2 separate regions of the Zea mays genome follow, and region 1 is linked to region 2. Evidence: chromatin contacts called from public Hi-C data. All regions are on one chromosome and are shown on one strand. Each heading gives the region's core, a stretch centred on a gene start, on an enhancer-like site or on the middle of the called end of the contact. The rest is flanking DNA. Distances are from core to core; before and after follow the strand shown.

Region 1 (6,493 bases), core at 3,428-5,927, 180 kb after region 2:
TAGAATTAAGCACAGGCAAACTATACTAGAATTTGTGGTATATCAACTGACTCTATATTATAACTATGGATTCTACTCAAGTGACCGTATAATGAAGGAGCCATGGTGTATGCTATCAAACATTGAGTTGCCGAGGATCCATAATTTGGTAGTTTTTGTAATATGCAAGTAGCTTCTACACAAAATTTTGTATGCTGATTGGCTGTCGAAAGTGATTTCTTGCGTTGTCGAAAGTGCAGTTTAACGAGTGTTCCTGGAATTTGGTAAAATTTTGTTGGTTAGTGCCTGTTAATTACCCACGGGGAAATGGACCACAAAAGCTTCTTTGCATTGTACATGCCCACTCCTTGTACATATGCAATTCCTTTATTTTCCTAATTTTGTTTATATACAAGACTGGGAGTGCCATGATCTTCGTTGCTACTTTGACTGCTCTAAGTAAAAAAGGTTATTGAAAGCATGTGTCTGGCAGGGAACGCAGCAAGAATTATTGTATAGTTCATTTTAGTTCCTATAACCATACAATGCAGTTGCTTTCTCAACGTATTTTGTTCAACTATTTGAAGTGTACATTCTTGCTTCAAAGTTCAAACAAGGATTAGGCTGTCAGTTACACGGCAAAATTTGGGCCACTGAAACCTTGTTTACTGTGTAGACGGTCAATTCACAAATATTTGTTTTTTTAAATTCTGGCAGGGAACACTATTCTCATTGTTAGGTTGGAGTGGAAAGAAATTACTATGGACACAACCTTGTATGGTTACACTGGTGTTACCTGAAGTTTTTTTGAATTGGTCATTCTTTGAGGCAGTTATGTTATTGACAATTTTAAATCGAACATTTCTGAAACTCACATTACTGCTACTCTGTTTAACAGCTTCTGCATGAGATGCTTAAGACATGCTACAGCCAAGTGTGGGAAACGGTGTCCCAAATGCAGGCAGTTCATCAGGTAAGACGGTTCTTGGAAGTTGTGCAATCTCGGCAAAAAGATGTGTGTTTGGTGAACAGACTCTAGAGGCTTTGTTGTCTAGATGATTGGCGCACTCTGCAACAACAGCTCGAAATCGTGCACCGTCAACACTGTGCTCTGGAACACCATTCAGCTCTTATTTCCCAGTGAGGTTGAGGTAAGAAAGGGTTCGGGCTCATCACCTTCACCATGCGACAAGGACGATGTGAGAGCTAATAGGTTCTCACAAGGTGGCTCCGGTATGAGAACTAGGAGCAGGAGCAGTGGGCAGCGGCTTCATCAGCAGCGAGGGTAGGACAAGAAGCAGCTTCATCGAACTCGGCGCCAGTGCGAACTTCATCGTCAGCACACATGGCAGCACAAGAAACAGTAACAGCAGGAGGGGCTTCGTCCCTGCCTCGCAGCTGCTGTTGACAAGATTAGAGCAATCTGAAGATGCTGCGGCGTTGGCGTACAGGTTGCAACAAGAGGAGTTCGTGAATGCCTTTGAGGAGCCTGAGCAGGAGAGTCAGCCACGCGACGCCGTGTCCACAACACAAGACACCCTGAGAGCCATGGCCTCCCGGGCCGTCCGCCTCCGTACTAGAGGCTGGCCTGTTTAGTACTGCTGCTCTGCTCTGCATGGAAGTTGAGACCTCTGAACATATAGGCGTCGGTGGGGTTGATAGCTCTCGAGTTCACTAGGGACTCTAGAAGATGTCTGCCCCACGATTGTTCACGGGAAGGCCCAGCGACAGCTATTGCCCCTGTTTGTTTCAGCTTTTTGGAGCTTTTGATCACCAAAAGCTGCTGCGGACTAACAAACGCTCAGCTTTTCAGTCAGCTTCTATAAAATTTGTTTGCGTAAAAATCATTCAAAATCAACATAAACACATAATCGGTTGAGTCGTTGCAATAACTTTCTACATCCTGAGTCTTATGGACACCTTTATCTTCCTCCGCACGTAATCCTAATGATACTCAGATTCTCTACACAGCCAGATTCTCAGAAAAGCTGGTCAGAAAAAAGCTGAACCAAACAGGCCGTCTCCCACCTAGAATCCTGCCCACGATTGTTCACGGGAACATATAGAGCTTGAAGAATGGGAGGTCTCGCTCATTAAGTTTCCAGACGTAGCGGCTCAGTGCGGCCAAACACATAGCGAGGCATTAGAGTTGTCGAATGCGAGTCATGGAGCACATGAGACTAAGGATATGTTTGGTTGGGCTGTGGCTGTGAAAAAAAGTTATGAGCTGTGAGTTGTAAAAAAGTTGTTGTTGGTTGTGAGTTGTTAAAAAACTAAAAACCGTTTGGTGGAAACCACTAAAAGTCGTTAAAAGTTCTTCGATATATGTTTTCACAATTCCATACGAAAACCAATAAAAAGCAGGTCTAGGAGTGCTTTTAGTTTTATGCTGTGAGAAAGACACTTTTAGAAAAAGCTACTTCCTGGATCAAACCTTTTGGTTTGGCTTTTGACTTTTAGGGGCAAAAACTGAATCCAAAAGCCAAACTAAACAGACACTAATAGTGTAGACCTTCTCTATGTTGGCATCGATCCTCGCTGAGACACCACGAAACTAAGGAACTTGTCCGAAGATACCGTGTAGCTATACTTCTCTATTGAGCATCAAGCAGGTTTGATGAAGACACTAAAAACGCCAGTCAGGTCATAGAGGATTGAAGCACTATGACAAGACTTAACCATGATATCATATGTATTATACTAGGTGTGTGCTCGTGCGTTGCAACGAAAACATATAATACCATTGGTAACTTATGTAAGCTGGGGATGAGCATCAACACATATTTGACCGGATCTTTTTCTTCCTTGGGGATCTGGGAGTGTTGCAACGGGAACATATAATACCATTGGTAACTTATTTATCGATTTAGGTGGGGCAGCAGGCTGCTGCGCTCTTGGGAGAGCAGCTCGTCTACCACGTCGTACACCGTACCATTGGCTGCGGGGCCGCCACGCCGTATCAGCGAAGTATTACTCAGATCATCTAACCAACTCAGCTAATTTGCAGTTCCAGTGAACACAACTGAAGTCACGTGTATTCCGTTTCATCATCGATTATATGCATTATTATATACAAGTTAATGCAGCATAGATATTGCTTTCTACCCACCCAATTCTCCTAATAATATGCATTCACAGTAAATACAACAATCTTCTAGCAACAAAAACCTTAAAAAACAGATGTATTCGTGAGCGCGTCACTTGTAGACGTGGATGTAGTCTTGGAAGTAGAAGTTCTGGATGAAGTTGGCAAGCCAGCGGGAGGCAGCGAAGCACAACACGACCGCCGACACGATCGTGACCCTCTGAACAGTCGACGTGAGGACCGTTCCCTTGGCGACGGCAAGGAACCCGACGACGACGACTGAGGCCACCTGCAGGGCAGCCTCGAGCGCCTTCATGGCCTTGAGCGCCGCGTTGCAGCTCCTGCACTATACCACGTGCGACCATTACCTGCCATGGGCGTCCACAGTTATATGTTTCCCGTTGCAACGCACGGGCACACACCTATTAACACATATGACTTGCAAAAAAATATCAAACCGATCTTCATGTATCTATGTGTATATTATTGTGTGCCTTTATATATGCATAATTGAGAATATTAGATCATCTCCCATTTCCATATGTCCACATATCCTGATTCTATTTCTAGTTTAGGCTTTTTCAAATCTGATTCCATTTCTTAAAACATTGTTAGTTCTGTCTTTTTTTCTCACATCCGATCACATTTCTAAAACATATATATAGAAACAGGAATGAAAGAATGATTTTCGCACCCATTCCCGTCACCCTAAAGATGGGATGGGTTACAGACTTACAGCTGAATCTGCCGCAAATACAAATGTCCCTATCTCTTAGCTATATATAAATTGTTTGTTCCAAACTTATAACATTTATATTTTATAAGTTGTACACCAATAGTTCGTGTTTTCTTTGTAGCTTATATAATACTGTCTTCATGGTCATTTGTCTTAGAAAGAAATAGTTACTTTTCTTTGCTTAGATGCCGTCTGCAGTATTTAATTTCGATACTTTATATGATATTTTCCCTAGATTGGTACATGCCTATCTTTGTTAATATGCAGCAATTGATATTCATGGTGTAATTTGAATGGTTGTTAGATCATTTTAAACAAAAAAAATACTATATATTGTTCATAAAAGTAACTTTTGTTTGACTCGCCATCAATTATCTCACACTCTCTGTTTGTTTTCTGTTTATAAAGGGAAAACTAAAAGCTCACTAACAGCCTGTTTGGATTCTATAAATATTTAGATAGTGTTTTTTATTTGTTTATTAAATTACTTTTCAATTTCTCTCAACTTCTAGCAACTAAACTGGGCCTGAAAGAGAACACATTGTGCGTGAAAAAAAACGGGCCAAAGGTACCCTCTCTCCCGTCATTTTAACTAGCAGTTGCTTGAGCTGCGTAGTGATGGCGCATTGTTTTCTCATGTTCAATCAAATTAGCTATTGTGTGTTTGTATATTTGTCGCCATTCTATAGAAAGTACTGTTTGAACCTAAACAGACTGTCCAGAGAATTTGGTGACGCGTCGCCCGACGTTTTCTTTCCAAAAAAAAAACGTCTTCCGGATTCTTGAATTGTTTCCCAAAGTGCCTGACAGGCGACAGCCCAAGATATCGGCCCATAACTGCAAGAAGGCCTCAGAAGGGCAGAACCGTCAAGTTAACGGCTTCAAGGCCCATAAAAACTTACCTTCTCCTATAGCAAAGATCAAGCCAAACATTGCTGTGCTAACAATCTACGCTTGACATTCTGAGGACCAATCTTTTTCAAGATAATAGAAAAAAATTATAGCTTCAAACTTTTTCAAGAAAGAATAGGCATAAATCCAAACTTATTACAGCAACACACCTGAATTAAAATCCTTATTACATATTCCAAGCTAAAGCCCGAGACGCTAAATAAAGGACCATTCATTTTGTATGGCTCACGTGGTTAGCATTGTACTTCAAACTGGCTCGTACCTATGTTTTTTGGGCCCCGGAGCGAAACACATACCGAGGCCTTTTTTTCCTTGCACTTTTTATAACAAGAATAACATTTTCTAACTTTAAAAATGTGATGATAAAATTGCTCTCTCTATTTTATGCATAACAAGCATGGCCAAATTAATTAATTAAACTAGCACATACCTAGTAAAATGAATATATTTTTTAGTTAATGAGGTTTAGATTATTGTAATCGCTAGTGACAACACAAAAAAGTATTAGTGGTTTGATTGGCTAATATATACCTGGTGTTGTTGAATTAACTGATGATCAAGTCACTGCCTTCACATGTAAGCTTCAAAATCTTGCGTGCAGGTCAGTTTGTTATTAAATGTTGATGCTACATGCTGACTACAGAGGTGACTACTAAGACGTGCTGAATACAGGAGTTGTCTAGATCGACGATAGGTACCTTATGCCTCGTAGTGTATCACGTGATGCGCCGACGACAATGTTCGTGTTTGTTTTCTATACGCGATTATATTTCACGATTCAGACACATCTAAATATCCAACACAACCAAATTAGGGCCCCCAGAATTGTAGAAGCCCTATGCGGTCGGTCCACTTGCACTTGGCCATGTATGTGTCTGACTCCAAAACTTCGATTGTTGTGTTAGATAGTCACACTATATGATAGATAATGCTAGGCACGAGTTGAACCGATATCCTCTCAGTTTCAAATTACAAGATATTTAAATTTTTTAGAGAGTTAAAGCTTTTAAGTCTAACAAAAAAATAAAATTATGACATAAAATAGATATGCTACAAGAATACAACCGGTGAAAAATTAATAACATCTATTTGGAATTATAAAAATTATTATTCTATTATATAAATTTAGTTAAATTTAAGATCGCTCTGACTGTTTACAAAAGTTTGGATTGGTTTATAATTATGGGACGGAGGGAGAAATATTGAATCCATGATGCATAGATCCATTCTACGCTGCTATCAGCTACTAGCCTATTACCGTGTCTTACGCTGTGAGAAGTAGATCATACATATAGTCCAGCAAAACATTGTGTTACATTATAGAGTGTTGTGTACATAGTGGAGTATGAGATATGAGGTGATGAAAGGTGTCGGGGACCATAATTAGGGGTACCCTCAAGGCTCCTAAATCTCAGCTGGTAACCCCCATCAGCACAAAGCTGCAAAGGCCTGATGGGTGCGATTAAGTCAAGGATCGGTCCATTCGAGGGACGTGATCACGCCTCGCCCAAGCCCAGCCTCGGGCAAGGGCAGCCGACCCCGGAGGATCTACGTCTCGCCCGAGGACCCCCTCCAGCAACGGACACACCTTCGGCTCGCCCGAGGCCCAGTCTTCACCAAGAAGCAACCTTGGCCAAATCGCCACGCCAACCGACCAAATCGCAGGGGCATTTAATGCAAAGGTGGCCTGACACCTTTATCCTGACGCCCGGCCTCCAGTCGACAGAGCTGAAGTGACCGCAGTCACTTCGCCGCTCTACTGACTGGTCTGACAAGAGGGC
Region 2 (6,566 bases), core at 3,449-5,948:
GTGGTCAAATGCAAAATTGTGATCTTCGCCTCTTCGATCGGTGTAACGTTTTCAAGGAAAATAGTACTATAAAATAACACAAGGTGCATGACACAGCTTGCTACGTATAACTGCCTATAATAAGTAGTTTTAAATTTTTCGACACGTGTATGATTGACGTGACCATGCATCTGCATCCACCCATGATGACCTCGTCTTGATCGGATTGTGCATCTCTTGTATACGTTCTTACAGTGTGCAAGGCGAACAACACAATATATCTCAGCAAAAAAATTGGATGAAGATTACCTTTTCGTTGTTGTATTGTTGATCCATGCTTGCAGCGAGTATCTTCAACAGTACCTTAAATTGGTGTATTAAATTGAAATATAGGACTTTATAAAGAAAAATATACTTCAACAGTGTTTAATTTTATAAAATTTGGTAAAAAAAAATATAGATCACTCTCTCAAATGTCTCAAATATACTACACCATAGTGGGTTGCACTATAATTTAGATTTATAACTTTAATATTAGAGCATAATTTTTTGTTAGTACCCTAAATCATATAAAATATACTTATTTTTAAATTTTAGGACATTTGTATATAGGACACCTTGTTGGAGATACTCTTAGGAGAAGGTAAGTGATAAACCGTTGGTCTTGTCGATAGTAATTGTTTTTTCATTAATTTTACTTATATAAATTTGTTATCGCATTTAAAAATGTATCATTTTTTTCAAAAAACAAGTGCTATAATTTGTTCAAGATATTACTTCTCGGGAAGTAAAGGGTGTACTGTAGCCAAAAAGAAAATTGTTGCATTCAGGTTTTGTAACCTTTGCCTGATGGGTATCTATTATACTATATCCATTTTTTAATATTTATCACTCGTTAGTTTATTTTTTAATAAAATATGATAAATAAAAAAACGGGTGGAGTATTACCACACACACGAGAACATTTCTCGTCTGTGCAAGCATGTCACATCAAAAAAAATGCCGAATGGATATTGTTTCCATATAGTTAATTTTTTAAAAGTACCAAAAATGTTTCCAATCGAAGTGCTTGTGCTGTTATGCTTGTGTTGTGGCAGCCTGTATGCATGACCAATTTTTTTGGATTTTAGTCCCTTTTGGGTTTTTTCACAACTATACCCTTTGCAGTTTCATTTCAAAAAATGGACCCCAACCTCGGCGCCATCATCATTGGCGTCGAGGTAACGCACAGCGACGCCAGTACCATTGGCGCCAACTTTTCCTACGTGGCAGCCGATGTGGCAAGTCCCAAGGGGTCGGCGTCATAGATCTTGGCGCCGACCCCCCTTGACGGCGGGGTCCGGTGCTATCCAGGGGGTCAGCGCCAAGATTTATGGCGTCGACCCCCTGAGACTTGCCACATCGGCTTCCACGTAGGAAAAGTTGGCGCCAATTATGTCGGCGCCACTATGTGTTACCTCGGCGCCAATGATGACGGCGCCGAGGTTAGGGTCCATTTTTTGAAATGAAACTACAAAGGGCACAATTATGCAAAAAACTCCAAAAGGACTAAAATGCAAAAAAAAGTTGGCATGCATGTCTGCACGGAGCGACGGCCATCCGAGCTAGGCTAATAGAATAACTAACTGAATGCTCTATATTTTTGCTATACCATGGGAGCCAATAATAAAACCAGTACATATAATAAGATTATTTTTAGGTGGCTTAAAATTAAAGAGAGGAATTATTTTGATTGACAAAAAAGAAAGATAGAGTCAGCCTTAACTCTCACAACATGTTGTATGCTTTTGCTACTCGTAGAATACGCTGGAGACTAGCTCGTGATGAAGTAACTACTTTTTTCTCTCTCATGTGTTCTCGTCCTGCCACTTAAGATTTTAATGACAAATAGCTGTTTGGAGCCCACTTTTACTGTACTTGCACTGAGTGATGTTACAAAATTAACAGAGCCTAAGATCAATTTGATAATGCAACATAAAATGTAAAATCCAGATCTACTTGCAGATAATACCCATGATGTTAGAACATAACATATTTGGACTAACTCAATCAAATTAACACATAAAAGAAAAATCAATAACGGATATAACCATAAGACCGTCATCACAAGAAATTGAAAATGCATATTTACTTATAGTGTTTTGCACGAGTGATGGTGAGGAACACGAGCGGACGTGCATGAAGCACTTCCCAGAAACCTAATACGCTGGCACCAGTGCAAGTCGTCAAATCGTCGGTGTTGGTTCGGAGACACGATTCTCCCTTGATCTGTTGTACGACAGACAAAGGGACAACAGAGTAGAGAAGCAGCGGCACAGAGAGTTGAGAATGAAAAGTTGAGTCAGTTGTTGTGTTTACGTTCGCCCTCCGACCGAAGGATGTCCCCTTTATAGAGGGTCACTGCAACTTGACGGGTTCGAACTGCTAAATTTCATGAACCACTTATGGAACCTCAATACGTGCAACCGCTCGGAGATGTCGCCCATTACTCTTGTTTGACGTGGCAGTCTAGCTATCTAGGTGTGATATTTGACAACCAAATAAAAAAAGAAAAAAATAATAAACTGTTATTGAACACACGTCACGTCGTGATCACGCATCGTTCTAAATCACAAGTCACGCGATAATTACACGAAAAACACGAAATGCGAGCGAACATGCGTGTGGCAAACTTTATATGCATTTATTTGTGTCATGTGAATAATGGTGAACACCTTCATATATAAATTGGTTTTCTTCTACATAGATGAGAAATATGAGACTAAAGCTTTTATACCATCTTTACTCATAGCTTCCTTATTTGAATTGGATCACGCACAATTGGACCAAATTGTAACAAGGAGCCCTTCGGCTCTGCCGGCTACCGCCGCCTGGCACGTGGTCCTCGTCCAATTTGGGTCGCCGTCATGCAATCGTGCATGGGCACGGGATAAAGTCGCCTAGGAGCTGACCTTCTCGCGTACGTACAACTGTGGCGGCCCTTGTTTCTGACGGAATACATTCTTCGACCAGTTATCTTTGACCACCAGGCACCGCCCAGAAAAAGAAAAAAGAAAAAAAATCAACTTTTATTATGTGTCTCAATGTCTCATGCCTGCTCTGCTTGGACTCTATTGCACAGCTTCATGTCACAGCTGGAGGCAATCAAGGACTTCCGAGTAACTTTATTATGCTGCTAATTGCGGACCACGGTTACCTAATCCAGCTACTGTTAATGACCTACTCGTAGAGAATAATAATCACTTGCTAAAAATCTTACAATTTCACCAGGCATTCATACCCAGACCAAAAAATCATCATGGAGTATACGAGTACATTAGTACCGGGATAAAAAGCATCGACCGGCATCGGGGACACACGTTAATTCTACCATCACGCTACTTTTCCCTCCATCTGAAAAAGGAATGCAGTTCTAAACCAACGTCTAGGATGAAAACGTCGGAATGGAATACCCTTTTTTCTAATTTTAGGTACGCTTTTTTTAAAAATAACTAGAAACCAAACTAGAATTTCATATTTTTCCCAGAGGGAGGCAGCTAGCACTTGATGACTTCACAGTTCACAACACCAATCAATGATCATCGTCCCTTGCATTGGACGCGAAGCTGAATCACGCGCCAGCGCCACGGTCGGCTTTCTCCTCGTCTGTAGCATCCCCTGATCCGCTGGGTCTTTCCGACGGAGCTCCGGCGATGGGGAAGACGCGCTTGCTGCCGCCGTGCTCGTCGACGGCGTCCGAGTCCGTCCGGCTCGGCCGCTGCCACGGCACGGACCGCCAGAACGACGCCAGCCATCCGGGCGCCCGCTCCACGCCGTCGGGGTACACGGCGAGGCTCGCGGCCCGCCGGTGCCTGCGGACCGCCGCGAGCTCCTTCATGACGTGCTCCGGCAGCCGCAGCGTGTGCCGGTCCGGCACGTCCATGGCGGACTGCGTCCGCCGGTAGACGAACTCGTGGGGGCGCGCCGCGCCGAAGCTCATGACGGACTCGGGCGTGAAGGCGGCGACGAGGCGCGCCTCCTCGTCTCGCTCCTCGTCGCGCGCCTCCTGTTCCCGCTCCCGCACCGCCGGCTCGGAGGAGGAGCCCGAGGAGGAGGCGGGAGGAGGGTGCGGCGCGGCGGCCGTGAGGTCGGCGCGGCAGAGCGGGCACGTGGCGGCGCCGGCGAGCCAGGGGTCGATGCAGTCCGGGTGGAAGACGTGGCAGCAGGCGGGGAGCACCCGGAGCTCGTCGCGGTCCTCGAACGCGGCGAGGCACACCGCGCACTCGAGCGGGCCCGCCACGCGCGCCTTCACGTCGCCGTAGACCGCGGTAGGGAACGACACGACGGCCTCCTTGTCGAGCCCGGCCCGCGCGCGGCGCTCCGGATGGAGAACGCCTCCGCCTCCGCCGCCGCCGGTGGCGGAGGAGGCCTGGTGGTGGTGGTGGTCCGGTGGAGCTGGAGCGGGGCGGGACGGCCGCTGCGGGGGAGGGCGGGTCGGCGCGCAGCGGTTGATGTAGATGGAGAAGAGGGTGAGGACGACGAAGGCGGAGACGAGGGCCACGAGCACGATCACCGTGGTCGGCGTGAACCCGCCGGCCGTCCGGGAGTGGTGGCCGCTCGTGCTGTTGTTGCTCGGCTGAGCCAGAGACGGCCGCGCCGCGGTGGACAGGAGCACGAGGAACAGGACGGCGGGCGGTGGCGCGATGTGTCGGCTGTCCATTGCCGCCTCTGAGTTCCGGCGACAACCGGAGAGAAGAGAGAGAGAGGTTTGAAGGAACCGGAAGTGTAATTACGCGGGGCGCGCAATTGTAACGCACGGCACGGTCAAGAGCCCTAGACCCGGTCAGGCTTCAGGGCATGCGACACGGTCACACGGGGCTCAGGCGTGCAACCGTTGCTGCTGATGAATGCTCTCTAATCTGCACCCCATATTCATGCCTGTGCAATTTGTCGGAACTGCTTGTCTGCATAATAATTCTCTTGTTTAATGGGTCAACTCGCCGGTGATATACAACTATACTGACGCATGGTTTCAGATGAACGAACGAGGCTCTGGTTTGTTAGCGATTTGAATAATGCGTTTGCCGATCACCCTTTGGCAAACAATAGTTTGCAACAGGTACGCACACAATTTTTTTCCTCTGTGCGTCGATGGACGTGGGGCACAAGCACAGGTGAGCGCAGCTGCACGCCACCTCGTCTGCGCCTCTGCGGACCATGCAGACGCTACTGAACCAATAAATCCAATTACCCAAAGCCACGGTTGCAAACAACGCAACCTTTTTCTACTCGTTTCCACCGCCACTTCGACGACGAACTAAACTTGTGACCGAAAGGCTCACAGGCCCACTTCTTCCCTGACCAGCCTACCTGCCGCCACCTTGCTGCGCCATGCGATGCGAATGCGATCGATCGTTGCTGTCACCTGGCAGGTAGAGGTAGGAAGTCTGTATCCTATTCACCTCACTACTAGGGGGGGGGGGGGGGGGGGGGGGGGGGGGGGGAGGAGGAAAACGATTTTCTGAGCAAGCAGAGGCCTGCAGAAGCCCGTCCAGCTGCCACTGCGATGGTTCGTTGCAGTTTGAAATCTGAGACCCAGGTTTGCCAACCGCCACTCTGAGAGCTATTCAGGTCATTTTTACGTGCGGCGTGCTCGTTGCTGGTTTGAGTTCTTTCAGCTGCTAGATCTCTCGTTTCATTTCAGTTTTACCTTTTCTTTTGTGCCACACTATAATTTGCCATTGCGTGCGTGACCTAGGAGACTCTCTACTCATGAATTAATGATTCATGTAGGACTGACTAGTCAGTATATTGATACAATTTCTATAGTTAGACTTTATTTTAATAAAACACAAAAAAGTGTTTCCTGTTGGTTCCGTAGGTGTAAACATTTCATTTTATTATTATATTATTAGGGGTGGGCATTTTTTTACCATAAACCGAAAACCGAACCGAAATTTCGGTAGTTCGGTTCGATTTTGGTTTTTGTATTTCAGAAGTTCAGTTTTCGGTATCGTAATCGGTTTTCACCGTATACCGAACCGAAATACAAAAAACCGAATATCAAACTTTATCAATTCTAAAATTTGACTATTTGATTATGTGAACTAAATGTGTGAAGCAATCAAATTGTTATTCACTTATTTATATATGATGTATGATGTATCTCTAAATATTTGTACCTATATAATTTTTACTTTTTAAAATTATGTGTAATCTATCATATAAACTTGTTATATGTGTTGCCTTGAGTACAAGTTTGATATTCGGTTTTTACCAAAAACCGAAGTAAAAAACCGAAACTGAACTTCTCGGTTTTTTGTTTTCTAGAAAATCGATCAGTTTCTAATGTCTAGAAAACCGAAGTTTTTTAAAACCGAAAAACCGAACCGAAGTTTCAAAATAAACCGAATGTCCAGTCCTATATATTACGGCTGCGAGCCTGCAACTTGTTAATGATTTCTAAACATGGATGGATGGACACTGGATCACTGGAGTGTGAAACTGGGCTGCCAATGCTTGGCCTTTTTCACGTGGACACGATGATGTTTTTCGTTATCGATGGAACCGGGCCAGGCTTTTAGTTTATTTAAAGGGAAAACACATCT

Evidence for each region. A called contact is a pair of places that touch in the nucleus more often than the background predicts.
Region 1: a contact with region 2 is called in a Hi-C map of tassel, with 2.9 times the contacts expected there. The contact joins the enhancer-like site here to the promoter of LOC100217255 in region 2. A contact is called at or near these places in 3 of 25 Hi-C or Micro-C datasets (ear, leaf and tassel).

Annotation. Positions count from the first base shown.
Region 1 is chr1:19,373,109-19,379,601 of Zm-B73-REFERENCE-NAM-5.0, forward strand. It overlaps the pseudogene LOC103644463. Among protein-coding and RNA genes, the nearest start is that of LOC100274829, 62 kb to the left of the region's middle. Within about 2 kb of position 4,678, at least 14 of the 20 cell types and tissues checked have an H3K27ac peak or open chromatin away from gene starts, as enhancers often do. A contact at or near this core is called in ear, leaf and tassel, where this site is marked.
Region 2 is chr1:19,196,277-19,202,842 of Zm-B73-REFERENCE-NAM-5.0, forward strand. LOC100217255 (putative RING zinc finger domain superfamily protein) reads right to left here and starts at 4,699. Exons shown (of 1, transcript NM_001143610.1): 1 at 3,225-4,699. The coding sequence starts at 4,678. The coding sequence ends at 3,590.